Regions from separate parts of the Sus scrofa genome. Here all the other regions are linked to region 2. Evidence: chromatin contacts called from public Hi-C and promoter capture Hi-C data. All regions are on one chromosome and are shown on one strand. Each heading gives the region's core, a stretch centred on a gene start, on an enhancer-like site or on the middle of the called end of the contact. The rest is flanking DNA. Distances are from core to core; before and after follow the strand shown.

The links. Promoter capture Hi-C pulls out the DNA fragments that hold promoters and counts their contacts. Hi-C and Micro-C count contacts between places; a contact is called where the count stands out from the background.
Region 1: a promoter capture Hi-C map of fetal skeletal muscle shows a contact between it and region 2, with 7 times the contacts expected there. The contact joins the enhancer-like site here to the promoter of TANC2 in region 2. A contact is called at or near these places in 2 of 5 promoter capture datasets (fetal liver and fetal skeletal muscle), 8 of 47 Hi-C or Micro-C datasets (alveolar macrophages, embryonic fibroblasts, mesenchymal stem cells and 4 more) and 2 of 2 datasets of contacts at active chromatin or transcription factors (alveolar macrophages and skeletal muscle).
Region 3: a contact with region 2 is called in a Hi-C map of fetal skeletal muscle, with 1.9 times the contacts expected there. The contact joins the promoter of MARCH10 here to the promoter of TANC2 in region 2. A contact is called at or near these places in 4 of 47 Hi-C or Micro-C datasets (brain, embryonic fibroblasts, fetal heart ventricle and 1 more) and 1 of 2 datasets of contacts at active chromatin or transcription factors (alveolar macrophages).

Annotation. Positions count from the first base shown.
Region 1 is chr12:16,035,700-16,040,265 of Sscrofa11.1, reverse strand. All of the region lies in intron 8 of MARCH10 (probable E3 ubiquitin-protein ligase MARCH10), which reads right to left. All of the region lies in intron 1 of LOC110256164 (a long non-coding RNA gene), which reads left to right. Among named protein-coding and RNA genes, the nearest start is that of MARCH10, 68 kb to the right of the region's middle. Within about 2 kb of position 2,620, at least 38 of the 83 cell types and tissues checked have an H3K27ac peak or open chromatin away from gene starts, as enhancers often do. A contact at or near this core is called in alveolar macrophages, fetal liver, fetal skeletal muscle and 4 more, where this site is marked.
Region 2 is chr12:15,811,747-15,815,771 of Sscrofa11.1, reverse strand. TANC2 (protein TANC2) reads left to right here and starts at 1,941. Exons shown (of 27, transcript XM_021068126.1): 1 at 1,941-2,474.
Region 3 is chr12:15,968,118-15,972,207 of Sscrofa11.1, reverse strand. MARCH10 (probable E3 ubiquitin-protein ligase MARCH10) reads right to left here and starts at 2,293. Exons shown (of 11, transcript XM_005653890.3): 1 at 2,118-2,293.

The sequences.
Region 1 (4,566 bases), core at 1,371-3,870, 220 kb before region 2:
TATGACTCAATAAGACCCGGAGGCATGCAGATGGGGAAATATCCACTAATGTTTTCTGCAGATAATTTGAAAAGCCACTTCCAGCCGATTGTGTCCCTTCTCTGGTCTGTGGGAGGGAACCGTCACTTGGTGCCACCAGTCTCCCTGGCCGGCTCCCTTAGGCGTGCCCTTCACAGAGCCTGCGATGCGGACAAAAGGGCTGAGCTGCCCAATCAGTGCAGACGTTTCATAGACAACTCAGAGTGATGCCTTAGGTTCTAAGCCACAAGTGGGAGGGACTTGTTATCAGAAGAGTTCCTTCCATCCAGGGTGTTTGTGCCGCAAGGGTAGGAGGAGCTAGTTTTTGGAGCGTTGTTTATTGGCTGCTTCGGACCCGCCCCTCCCCTGACCCAATCGCATCGCCTTTTGCAGCACAGGAAGCGGAGGTGGGGGTGAGGGTGGGGAATGGGAGGGCGGAAGAAGCCGTGGATGGGAGCTGCGGGGAGCTCAGCCCACCTGTCCCACGTTTTCTTTCTTTTCTCCTGTCCCCTCCCCTCCAACCGCCTTCACTTTGTTAGCATTCCTTTGGGCCAAGAGATGTGAGACACATGGAAAGTCTCAACATAATCTGCTGAAGAAATGGACAGCCTGGCTGAACGTTCTAGCATGGCTTCAGGCAGTTCCTGGGACCTTCCCAGGTGCGAGGGTGATTGGCCTCTAGCCAGCCCATCAGAGCTCCTACTGCAGCCGCGGGAAGCTGGTAACGAGACTTGACCTATGGGAACCTATGGGAACCACCCAACATCTAAGGGGTGGAGGGATGTGGGATTTCAGTGCCGTCTTAGAGGCCCCCGGCAGATTCATGCTGCCCAACTCGGGTGCATTGAAGCCAATCAGGAAAACATACGTTAATCCAAGCCCTCCACAATCTTGAAGACCCCTGACATTGCGGACTGGGCACCTAATGGGCGTGCCCACCATCTGTGGTCAGATGCCCAGGGAGGTATCTGTCTCCTTCGTGGCTCAAGGCTCACTCCTCTTTTTCCTCCTCGGTCTTAAATGTTGGTTTCATGGAAGTGTTTCTCTGGTCCGGAGAGCGGGTCAGGCTTCTCTGCCGCTGTTCCCGCAGCTGCCCCCGCTCCCTCGCCCTGATCCCCTGGACACCAGGGTCATTGCCGGCTTTCCCATTAGGAGTCAGCAGCAGTGTTAGTCTTGGCATTGTGGTATCTCTCAGCACAGTATCTGACATGGGCATTCAACACGTGTTTTAACAGTTAATGCGTTAAAACTTTTATGTTAGGGGATTTTGCCACTTAAAAATTGATCCCTGGTCCCATCCCAGGCCTATTAAATCAGAATCTCTGAGGCCAGGCCGGGACATCTGTATTTTAATGGGGGTGGAGTGGGGTGGAAGACATGGCTAAATTTTAATTTCAATTATGGGAAGTTTTTGTGTGTTTGTAATTAAAAATTTTTTTTTTAATTTATTTTTTTCTTTTTAGGGCCGCACCTGCAGCATGTGGAAGTTCCAGGCTAGGGGTCGAATTGGAGCTGTAGCTGCCGGCCTATGCCACAGTTGCTGCAAGACCAGATGGAGCTGCATCTGCAACCTCCACCACAGCTCATGGCAATGCTGGATCCTTAACCCACTGAGCGAGGCCAAGAACTGAACCTGCATCCTTATGGATACTAGTTGGATTCTTAACCTGCTGAGCCACAATGGGAACGCCTGTGATTTTTAAAATTAAGTAAAAGCAAAAATAAATAAGTAAATCTAAATGGGAAAAATGCACAAGAAAAAAAGTGAGTGAGTTAGCTAGCTAGTTAGTTGTTGAGGTCAATTGTGAGCCAGACAGAACTGAAGCCAGTGCTAGGCTTCTTCTGGTTTTGACCCCTTCTTTGTATGTGTCTAGTTTTGGCATCAGCCGCTCCACTTCTCAAGAGGGGAACTCATTTGCTAAGGAGCGAACACCACTGAGGGCTGGCGAGGAGGGCCCAGAGGAGCCAAGCTTTGGGGGTTCTGGGGAAAGCCTGGACCTCAGAGCAGAGGTGTGGCCCTCAACTCCCCGACCAGGCTGAGGGGTCTCCCACCCAGGGACCAGCCGACACTGTATTTCCCAGTATCTTTGCGCTAAATCTTGGTTATTCCAGTCTTTGTCTGTGGAGAGTTTCTGAACTTGTCTGAGTCACACTTCCTGGGTGTCTCAAGTTTAACTGAGACTGTTAGCAAACAGACACTCTGAAATTCACTGCGGGCTGTCGGAACAGCCAGGACTGCTGTGAAATGTGAGCCCTCGACCGCTTTCCAGCAGCAGATAAGTATCCCACGGTGGTTCTTCGGACCTTTGTCTCCCACCAGGGTGGGTCTGTCGATCTGGTTTCTCCCTGTGATTATAATGAAGGGCAGTTTCAAAAGGCTCTGATGGGCTGTCAAGTTCTCACCGAAACTAATTTAAACTCTTCACTGCTTCTGTGTAGCGTAATTACTGTGCTGGATATATTTTCCATTTTCCCCTCCAGATCCGCTTTCCACCCTGCTCTCCGGCTGAGAGGCTGATCTCAGTGGATTGCCTTAACTAGGTCCCCTCGTCCTCTGGCTCCCCGTTGAGTTCAGCCAATGAGAGGCCCTGGCGGGAGTCCAGAGGGCGGGAGGAGAGAGCGGCTGGGCTAATTATTCCCCTGTTCCCTCTCTGCTGGGCAGTGGTGTGGCCTTGGCAGCTTTCCCCTACTGAAGGTCACAGGCCAGTGGTCACCCTCTTCTATAGCTACAGCCCTCTTTGTGTGTGTGTGTGTGTGTGTGTATTATTCAGTGAATTTTATTACATTTATAGTTGTACAACGATCATCACAACCCAATTTTATAGCGTTTCTATCCCAACCCCCAGCACATCCCCTGAACCCCCAACCTGTCTCATTTGGAAGCTGTAAGTTTTTCAAAGTCTGTGAGCCAGTATCTGTTCTGCAAAGAAGTGCATTGTGTCTTTTTTTAGATTCCACATGTAAGTGATAGCATTTGATGTTGGTGTCTCACTGTCTGACTGACTTCACTTAGCGTGATAATTTCTAGGTCCATCCATGTTGCTGCAAATGCCATTATTTCTTTCCTTTTAATGGCTGAGTAATATTCCATTGTGTATATGTACCACATCTTCTTGATCCACTCCTCTGCTGATGGACATTTAAGTTGTTTCCATGTCTTGGCTACTCTTTAGAGAGCTGCAATGAACATAGGTTTATGTGTATCTTTTCGAGTCATGATTTTCTCTTGATAGATGCCCAGAAGTGGGGCTATAGCCCTCTTGATGCTGGTAACTGCCCTTCCCCTTGTCACTCCAGGCCTCAAAGTGGTCAGTTACGGGTTCCAGGATGCTTAGTCATCTGGACTGGTTCCTTGGTGGTTTTCTGCTGTGCCCACATTTTGGCACTTCATTCAGTTCTCATCACTCACCCCTTCTGTGCGTGCTGCCATCTCTTTCCTGCCTGGACCTGGCTGGCACAATTATTTATATTCACAGTTCTTTTTACAGTGTGCTCATAGCCCATTCTCTTTGCTGGTAGGATGCGTTGAGGCCAAGGGTATGACCCCTGTGTGAGCCAGTCAGCTGTGCTTGGCGATGGATTTTAGCATGGCCCTGGTACGCTTCGCTTTCTCCCTTGCGTCTGAGAGGTTGGGCATCTCTGGGGCTGTATATGGCAATTCGCATTTACTGAGGGTCTTCTCTGCTCAGGCACTGCCTTAGATGATGGACTCGGGTCTTTTCCTACATCCAGTTCTGCAAGGTAGGAATGATCACCTCCCACTTCCTGCAGATGAGAGAACTGAGATCCAGAGCAGTTGTGTAGTTTCCACAAGGTCACACGCCACTTTGGCGATAGGAAGAGGATTTAGGTTCACATGTTGGTCAAGGCTGGTGTGGTTTTCTTTTGGTGAGGTGGGCTGCTTCAGGCTATGAGTGTGCCAAGGTTTTAGTACAGCTGGAAACATTTGCCATTAGCAAGTCAATTCTACAAGTACCACTGGTAAGTTAAAAGTATACAGTGGCAGCAGCAGCTTTGCAGGGGCGGGGGGGTAGGGGGGGAAGGTGGAAATGCTTGTCTGGTAAAGACCCCCATTGGCTTTCCCCTGGGCTGTATAGAGGTTGTGATGCCTGCGGGCCATTAGCATGGGATTTGGTAACCGGCCTGGACTTGTCTGTCCTCGGGAAGTCCCGCAGGCTCCACTGCCAGTCTTTGAAAGGACCGTGTAGAACCTGCCTGCATCTGGCTGGCACCTTGACCTCAGGCGCTCAGAGGGCCTGCTTCCTTTCAATTGTTCGCATTTCTCATCTCAGATCTCAGGGCCTGGGGATTATGACTGAGTGATTTGAGTCCCTCAGGCCTCAAAATACTGAATTGTTTTCTCAGGAAATTCGCTTTTTTCTTCTTTTTGCTCCCCCTCCCTCCCCTCAACTTCCTGATGCCCAGTCTCTTCGAGGCTGGGGTGGCTAGTACATCACATGGAATGGGTGCACTCTTCAAATCGCCACTCTTCTCTCCATATATCTATTTCTGTCCAGCAGCCTTAGAATTTTTATAAGGTAGCTACAG
Region 2 (4,025 bases), core at 692-3,191:
TTCTTAGGGAAAGGAATGTTATTAGCTCAGTGAAACTCACAGACAAAGGCTTAGATGCAAAGTAATCTTTAAAATAAATAAAAAAAGACCAAAAGAGAATTAAATAGGGTACATTTGAGTGCAAGAAGAATAACATAACAATAGCTGTTTCCTGAACACCTATTAGGTACCAGGGTCTGTGATAAGTACTTTGCAAACATAATTTCATTTCAATCTTCACAACCATCCTGTGAAGTGACATCACCCATGTTAGACAGATGAAGAAAAAGGCGGCTCAGACTTGCTCAAGGGCACATAGCTGGTAAGGAGTGGGTGACACTGAGACTTAATTCCAGGTTTCCAGATTCCAATCATGATAATGTTGTGATGCCTCTTTGTGTATATATACAATTTTTTAAACTGTATAAAAACCGATACAGAAAGCTCACCAATCTTTCTGCACATATATTAACCCTTGTAATCATTAGCTAAATCAAGGTATTGAACATTTCCAGCAACTCAGAAAGCTCCTCCTGACCCCCTCAGTCAATTCCTCTCAAGAAATCACTACTCTGCCTCTATCACCATAAATCAATAGGTTTTAGTTACAGTAATCTAACTTTGCAGAGTTTTCACAAAAGATTCCATAAACCAATCCTTCACCTTGCCGTTTTAGCTATAGTATTCAAAGCCGCTCTAGCTTTAACTTCTCAAGTACTCGCTATAGACACTTGTTGGAAATGGCTTCATAGTCAATTTCTTGCTTTGTCTGAAATTAATACGAATTTTGAAAAGAAAAAAACCACAAAGAAAATTCCGGATGAAATAGATTAAAGGACTGTTATCAAATAAACCTCTCTTAGAAACACCGCCGACACAGCTTGCTTGACTGAAGTAATTTGGTGCATCTATTTCCAATCATGGTGTCTCATTAGCGAAGGGATGACCACTGAAAGGTCATTTCAGTTTGCGGAAGGGAAGACTAGCCAGGCAGAGGAGGTAATAGTGATTGCTTTGCATCATCTTACAGCACACGAAAAAAATTTATGTCCAGATAGCTTCCACAGTAGACTTGCTATGTTGCAAGGGAAAGGAAGATAAAGCGGAAGAAGATCCAGGTGGAGGGACGTGGGGGGAAATTTGACTTTCAAGAAGGCTTTACTGCGGTGGCTTTCCGTGCCTTGCCGACTAGCTCTTAAAACCACATTACTTCTGGTCCAACCTGGCATCGACAGAAGGAGCGTCACAACTTCATCAGAGGTTCTCAAGTTGTGATTGGTGAATTTCAGCAATGATTCTAAAGAAAAGTTCTCCTTTCTGTCTACCCCCTCCCCACACTTTTCTCTTCCCCAATTCCTGGGTTTGCACTTAATTCTGTTTCCTACACCAGCCACCTATGGCATTTTGAAGCAGTCTACAGATTACAAGGGAGCAGCAGAGAAAGAATTACTGACATCTTCAGGGTTCGACGACTCTAGGAGTAATAAATGTAAGGGGTGACTTAAGTGGTGGAAATTTAGAGGAATGTTCTGGCCATCAAAGGCAGCAAGACAGGCCCCCGAAGTGGGCGCACGTGACAACAGCAGCACCTCGAAAGTGACATCACCCCTGGGGGCGGAGCCCAATCATCTAGGGCCTTGTCTGCTATTGAGCGCCCCTCTCCTCTTCCCCAACGAATGCCCACCACTCAGTCAAGCCCCCTGAGGAAACAGAAATGCCCAGACCTCCCAGAGCGGCGGAGCCAAGGCCCCACCTCTCGGTGCAGAAAAGGGTTCCGTCTTTGCTCTCTCTCCTAGCAACTCCCCACCCCCAAACTGTAGAGGGGGCGGGGGCGCGCGCGCTCCACCACGCACGCGCCCCCACGCACGCGCTCTCCCTCCGCGCTCGCGCTCCTCCCCACCTCGGCCCGGAGGGGGCGGGGCTGCGGGCGGCCTCGGAGGGTGCGACGCCCCCGGCGCGGCGGCGGCGCTAGCGAGCGGCCGGCCGGGCGCGGGTTGCTGGGCGCGTCGCTCTCGCAGGGCCCGCTTGCACAGCCGCCTCGTGCGAGCCGCCCGTCCGGCCAGGGAAGCTGCGAGTGCTTCGAGCGCCCGGCCCGGGGCCGCTGGCGCTGCCCCCTCGCCGCCGCCGCCGCCCTCCGCGCCCTCCTCCGGGCGGCCCCGCCCCCGTTCCCATCCCCCTCGCGCTCACCTCCCGGCTGTGCAGCGCGCGAGGCGGAGCCAGGCGCCCGCGGTCGCCGCCGCCGCCGCCGCCGCCACGGAACTGAGGGGCGAGAGCTTTCACCGGAGCCGCCGCTGACAGGAGGACCGCCGCGGGCTGCGCTCGCTGCGGGGAGGCCCCGCCGCGCCTTTCCCGGACGCAGACCTTCCGCAGGCGTCGGAGCACAGAGAGGTGCTCTGGGATCGCGGGCGGCGCCGGCGGGCGGCGCGGTCCTCACAGGAGACTCCGGGGACTGGGGCTTGACCCCGAGGTGCAGCGAGCCCCCCTCAGAGCATCAGGTGAGAAACCCCGGGAACCTGGGAAGGGAGGGTCGCCTCAGTGACAGGGGCGTTTGCCTCCGACGCCTGGGCTCCGGGGAGAGGGGCGGGGGCGAGCGGGGAGACAGCGAGATGGGCAGTGAAGTGACTCCGGTGTCCAGGGCATAGTGGAAGGTTGGCTCCAAATGTGGCATTCGGATGTCTTCAGAAGAGTCCAGGGTCGGTCACTTCGGTGTCACCGAAGGTGTCGTGGAATTTGGTACCGAGAGAGGCTCCGGATGGCAGGGACCCAGGAGGATATGCGAGGCAGATTGCTAAACGTGGCAGTGAATGTGGTGCAGAACGAGTTGCAAAATGTGCCCCCAGAATGCAGCATAAAAGTAGTTGTGAAATGTGCCAGGTAAGGCACAGGGTGGGTTGGCCTGTGTGGCGTTGAAATTCACGGTAGAAGTGTTGTTAGTGATATTGCTAATTCCTCTGGGAAAGGAGGCGTAGTCAGTCTCAGCAGAGATTAATAAGGCTCATTGCTAGATATTTTATCACAGGAAATAGAGAGGAGCTATGATATGCTATTTTTTGAGATAGTGTTCACGTGAAAGAAACAAGCAAATTGTGTCTGGTTGTGAGATGGGGAAGGAAAAATAGGGCTAAAATAATTCCAGGGGTTGCCGTCAGCGAGTAGAGCCCTGATACAATCGTTGCCTGTGTTCTATTCCAGGTGTGGAATGTTTGAAATGGTTTTCACCCATCATAAAGAATGATAATTAACATTAGGAAGAAGATGTGGTGTTTTGAGTGTCTTTCACTGTCTTGTCTATTCTTCTCCAGGGGGGAAAAAAAAGATAACAAAACCAACACAACAAAACACCCCTCATCTTGACCATAATTCTGAGTTCATGCTCATTAGGCAAAGGGACATTTTTTTGTAGGTACCCCTTTCTTCATTTTTACACAGGTGAAAATTTCTGGAATGAGGAAAACAAAACAATATGGTGAACAAAAGGGATAAATTTTCAGGCATTTTGAGTGGTTGGAGCCAAAAGCTATTGCAGTGGTTAATTACAGTGAATGACAGTAGTGAAATATTCTTGATGTTGGGGTGGGAAAATGGGAAAAGGAAATTGAATACAATAAATGTGGCATGAAAAGCAACAACATGGATACTGTCAGTGGAGCGCTTCTTGCAGCATTTCCCAGGTAGATCATCTTAGGAATGTAAGCATAGAAATAAAATATTAAATATTCTTATTCTCTCTCATATGTGTGTATATATATATAATTACTCACATGCTGCAAAACATTGTGACTTCCATTTAAGAAGAATATCTGTGTTTTGAGAAGATTGTTAGAACATAGCTGGAATTTCAGAAGTAACAAAAGACAGCTCCATGAGCTATTCAATACAACTTATATACATACATTCGGTGAGTGTATGCTATGAAACAAGCACAAATATCTGCATGTGATCATTAGGATATAGTTAATTATTGATGAGATTTTAGTGTCTTATGTTACAATTCTTGCTGAGAAACTGAATTACTTGCCAGAATGTTGTTCCTATAAGAACAGTAA
Region 3 (4,090 bases), core at 1,044-3,543, 160 kb before region 2:
TAATGCAGTGTTATTTTAAGGAGGCTTCTAAGTTAAGAGGCCTGAAATCACGTTGTCTCAAAAGGTAGGAAATAACACTATTTGAGCTACTCCTTGCTAGGTTATCTCTGACTTCACAATCACTTACCAAATAAAGGACTTTAAAATTGCCTACAAAAGTTTCTTTGCCCTCCCCTTAAGTCTCTATTATTATACGCTCCTATAACATGAATATTTAGAAGCATCCTGGTGCCATATGTAATCTCTTACTTAAATACATTAATACATTAATACTCTGCCCCAAGGAAGCAGATTATTAGCGATAGATCAAGGAGACCGTCGTCGATAGACCACCACAGGCCGGACAAACACTCTCTACGTTTCTGAAGTGTCTCTCGAACTTCCTACTGTATCACAGGTCAGAAAAACTGACCAGGATGAACAAGCAACGGAAATAACGATGTGGAAACAAAGCCACATGAGCTAATGCTGACTTTGTGAATCTCAGCTTTGCGGGCCTACTCAACCAGATGGCCATTCGAAGCCAAAATTTTTTTCCTTAGCAAATTCAGACAGGTGGAGGGGAGGAGAGTGATAATAAAATGTGGGCAGGGAGCATGTGTCTCAAATAGCATTTTGTATTCTCTTCTGTTTCTCACCTTTGAACTGCTTCTCAATTTAATATCCCCTCCCGGGCTATGCATGCTTCTGTTTTCGTCTCTGGTGATAATAGATTGTGCCAAACTTGTGCTTCAGAAATCCACGTAAGATTAATCCATATTAAACAGGGAAGGAGAGCAGGAAAGGAGAAGGGAGTAGGAGGTATGTGGGAAAGGGAGTCCTGCTTTGCTGAAAGCGAGAGTGAATGATTCTTCTTGGCCTCAAAATTCTACAGATCTGTGAAATTTCAGTGAGGCATATTCTGAGAACTTTGTGACATATGTAATTCCTCTCTAGTGTAAACTGCCAGTGAACTCAAACTGCATTTCCCTGACTAAGGAGAAGAAAATCTGATGGCAGAATCTATTTCCTTCAGGTCTCTAAAAAATCACATATGCTGTCTTTCTGTTCTCTGGCTGCCTATGTCAAAAGAATTGATGGGAAGGGGATTCTTTTGATTAACCGTCAAGCGATTTCACTGTTTTCTTACTATGGTCTCATATTAGAAACGTCCTTAGAGTGAATATTTTCTTAGTTCAGTCATAAAGAAAAAGGTAAATGGAAGCCCCTCTTTAGGCTGAAGGTTCCTCTGAGCCAGAATCTAAATGGCTATATTCATACATGTCCATCAGGTTTATAAATTCCTCCTTTTGCATAAGTGGGTGCTGGAAAGGAGGATTGCAGGAGACCTCATTCATCCTTTTACACACAATTAATTAATTCGTAATGACAAAGATTCTGGAATTTGTTTACATCTAGCTTTAAAACGTCTTAGAGTTTTAAAATCTTAACTTATAAAAATGTTTTGAGTGTAAGCAACAGAGATGCGTGATTTCCTAACACTCCGCTCTGGGAATTGAGAGGGGTGAGGGTAGATGGTTTGACTTTTCCAGCCAATTTGGCTCGGAAAATCGAGGGGCGGGGTGGGGAGTGCTGTGCTATAGCAGTTGTAAGAAAAGCTCTTTGGCGGTGACTCTTCACTTTGCTGTGAAACTGAAAGAGCTGGGCGGTCATAGGCTGACCATCAAGCCCAGAAGAGAGAGACTCAGCGTGTAATTGGGAAAGTTTGGGGCTGGGCGGGGAGGTCACAGGCTTGACACGCAATTCCATGCTCTCAACAATATCCATAATTTTGCACTCAGAGAGGGGCCGCGGTCCCTGTACACCTCTCCTGGACTCGCAGACCAGGGGAGTCTGAGCGGAAGTTATGTAGGTGCAGGGTGGCTGCCAGTTTGCAAATAAGTGATCACAGAGTCCCCCACATCTGTCTCTTTGAGGCAGAAAAATACAGGGGCTGTGCTCAGCAGAAGGAAGGGACGGCCAGGCCCCCAGGCTTCAGGCCCGATTTCCCTCTAGAATCAAAGTCGCAAGGAGAGGTCGCCTTTCTCCGTCCCCCCAACCTCGCCCCTGTCCTCCGAAGACCAGGAGTCGCAGTTGTGGGTGTGGCTGGGGCGGGCCGGTACGAGTCGGACAGTTACCTTGCGGGTCAATCCTTTCCTTCTGCGAGTGGCTAAAGGGGCTGAGGGGCGGGGCGGGCGGGCTGGTCCAGGGCGGAGGAGCCGCCCATCAATCGCGCGGGGCCTTCCTTGTGCTCCTCTTCCTCCTCCTAGCTCCTCTCCCCTCCCTCGACCGGCCCCCTCTTCCTCCTCCTCCTCCTGGGAGGCAGCTTTTTGCTAAGGCGGTCGGGCTTTCTAGGGGCGGAGGCGGTGGGCGCGCCTGCCTGGCGTCCTCTCGTTTCCTTGGCAACCCGGCCTCCTCCCTCCTCGCGCGGGAGTTGGGTGGGGCGAACGCGGCCGTGGGGGCGGGGCGGGGCTGGGCGGCGGCCAGGCGTCCCCGAACCCGGACGTGGGCGCCCTGCCGGTTGCCGTGGGAACTAGTGGGGATGCGGTCGGTAAAGCAAAGCGGCGAGCGGAGAAGAGATGCTCTAGGAGGAGGAGGCGGCTTGGCTTTGTGCAGATGTCCAAAGCCCAGACCCAGACATGGAGGCCTTCACTCCTGCCTGGAATCAGTGCTGTGCTTTACAAAGAATGAGATTAAAAAACGAGAAGGGAAAATATTTTTAATTGAATAAAATAATATCAAAGGCGATACACTGGCAGAGGGGAAGACAGTGCAGCCCTGCAGTCTGAGTTGTGCGGGGCATCTCTGAAATGCCTGGTCCAACATAAAAAGGAAGAAGTAAATTATTAAGGGAGGCACCCCATCAGCGGCAGAACTGGGACAGGTTCTCCTGGTTATCAGTAATCGCGGCTTCCTTTCCCAAGGTGGGAGATTCTTAGAGGTCTAGACTAGTGCCTGCAGATTTGGAAAGAAGGCAGTGTAACCTGTGCTAGACTCACCCTCTGCCAGGTTTATTTTTGTCTGCGATTTTCATAGCAGAGATGACTCTCTTCCACTTATTGTGCATATTGAGGCACCTTATAACTTGCCAACTGATGTCACATTAGGGCATATTTGATCGGGTAGAGAAGAGGGAAAAAGGAGAATAGAAATTCTTGCACCTTTCATCAGTTCCCAGAACCCCTAGGGTCTATGGTTTCTCCGCAATCCCCTGGTCCAGATGAGGTCCAGGTCTCCCCCAGCATCACACCCTTCCTTCTATCCTTATCATACCACCCTAGTTTTGGGCCCCAAGACCTTTAACTGGATTATTAGAAGGGCCTCCTAGCCACACCCTGGTCCTTATCTTCCAACACTCTTTCCCCACCATTTCCCCAGTTTTATAATCGGCAAAGCTCCTGATTATAAGCACAGTCTTCTGTCCCTTAGGAAGTGCTCAAAATTCCTCACTCCCTGGGAAGGAAGCCCTTCCCCAGAGCTCACTTCTTGGTTTTCCTCATTCAGCACTTCTTCACTCAAACTTCGGCCAGATGACACTATTACACACTGAATATTACTCCCTGCCTTCACACCAACTTCTAAGGCATAGCCTGAGCCGATTGGAGCCCAGACAAAAAGAAGGTACTTAGGTGAAGTCTTTGTTTTGGGCACTGTGTCATCCAAACTTTATTGGCCCATCAGCCATCTCCAGTACCTTTCCATCCCCGGTAGCCCAACCCACATTCTCTTCTTGTTCTCAGCCAGCTATCAAGTAATCCTTATTAAAGCATTAACTGCTAATGGAAGCATTAACTGCTAAGTACTAACCTAAGACCTCTCCCCATGGTTTTTGCCTTTCAAAAGGAGATGCTTAAAGATACAAAATCTTTAAGACATCCTGGATTGAAACTATAATAGAGAAATGGTAGGTAGAGTGTTTGTTCTGCTGGAGCTAGGACCCCCCCCCTCCCCGAATGGAAACAATTATAATGATTAATGATTAACAGAGAAGGAAGTTGAAATCCGGGTGAAATAGTCAAAGGGAAGTGACCTGCCCTAGGACACAAAGTAAGTGGCAGGCCAGGGCTCAAAAGCAGGGCTTCTCATTCCCTGATGTTGCCTGCTAGTAAGA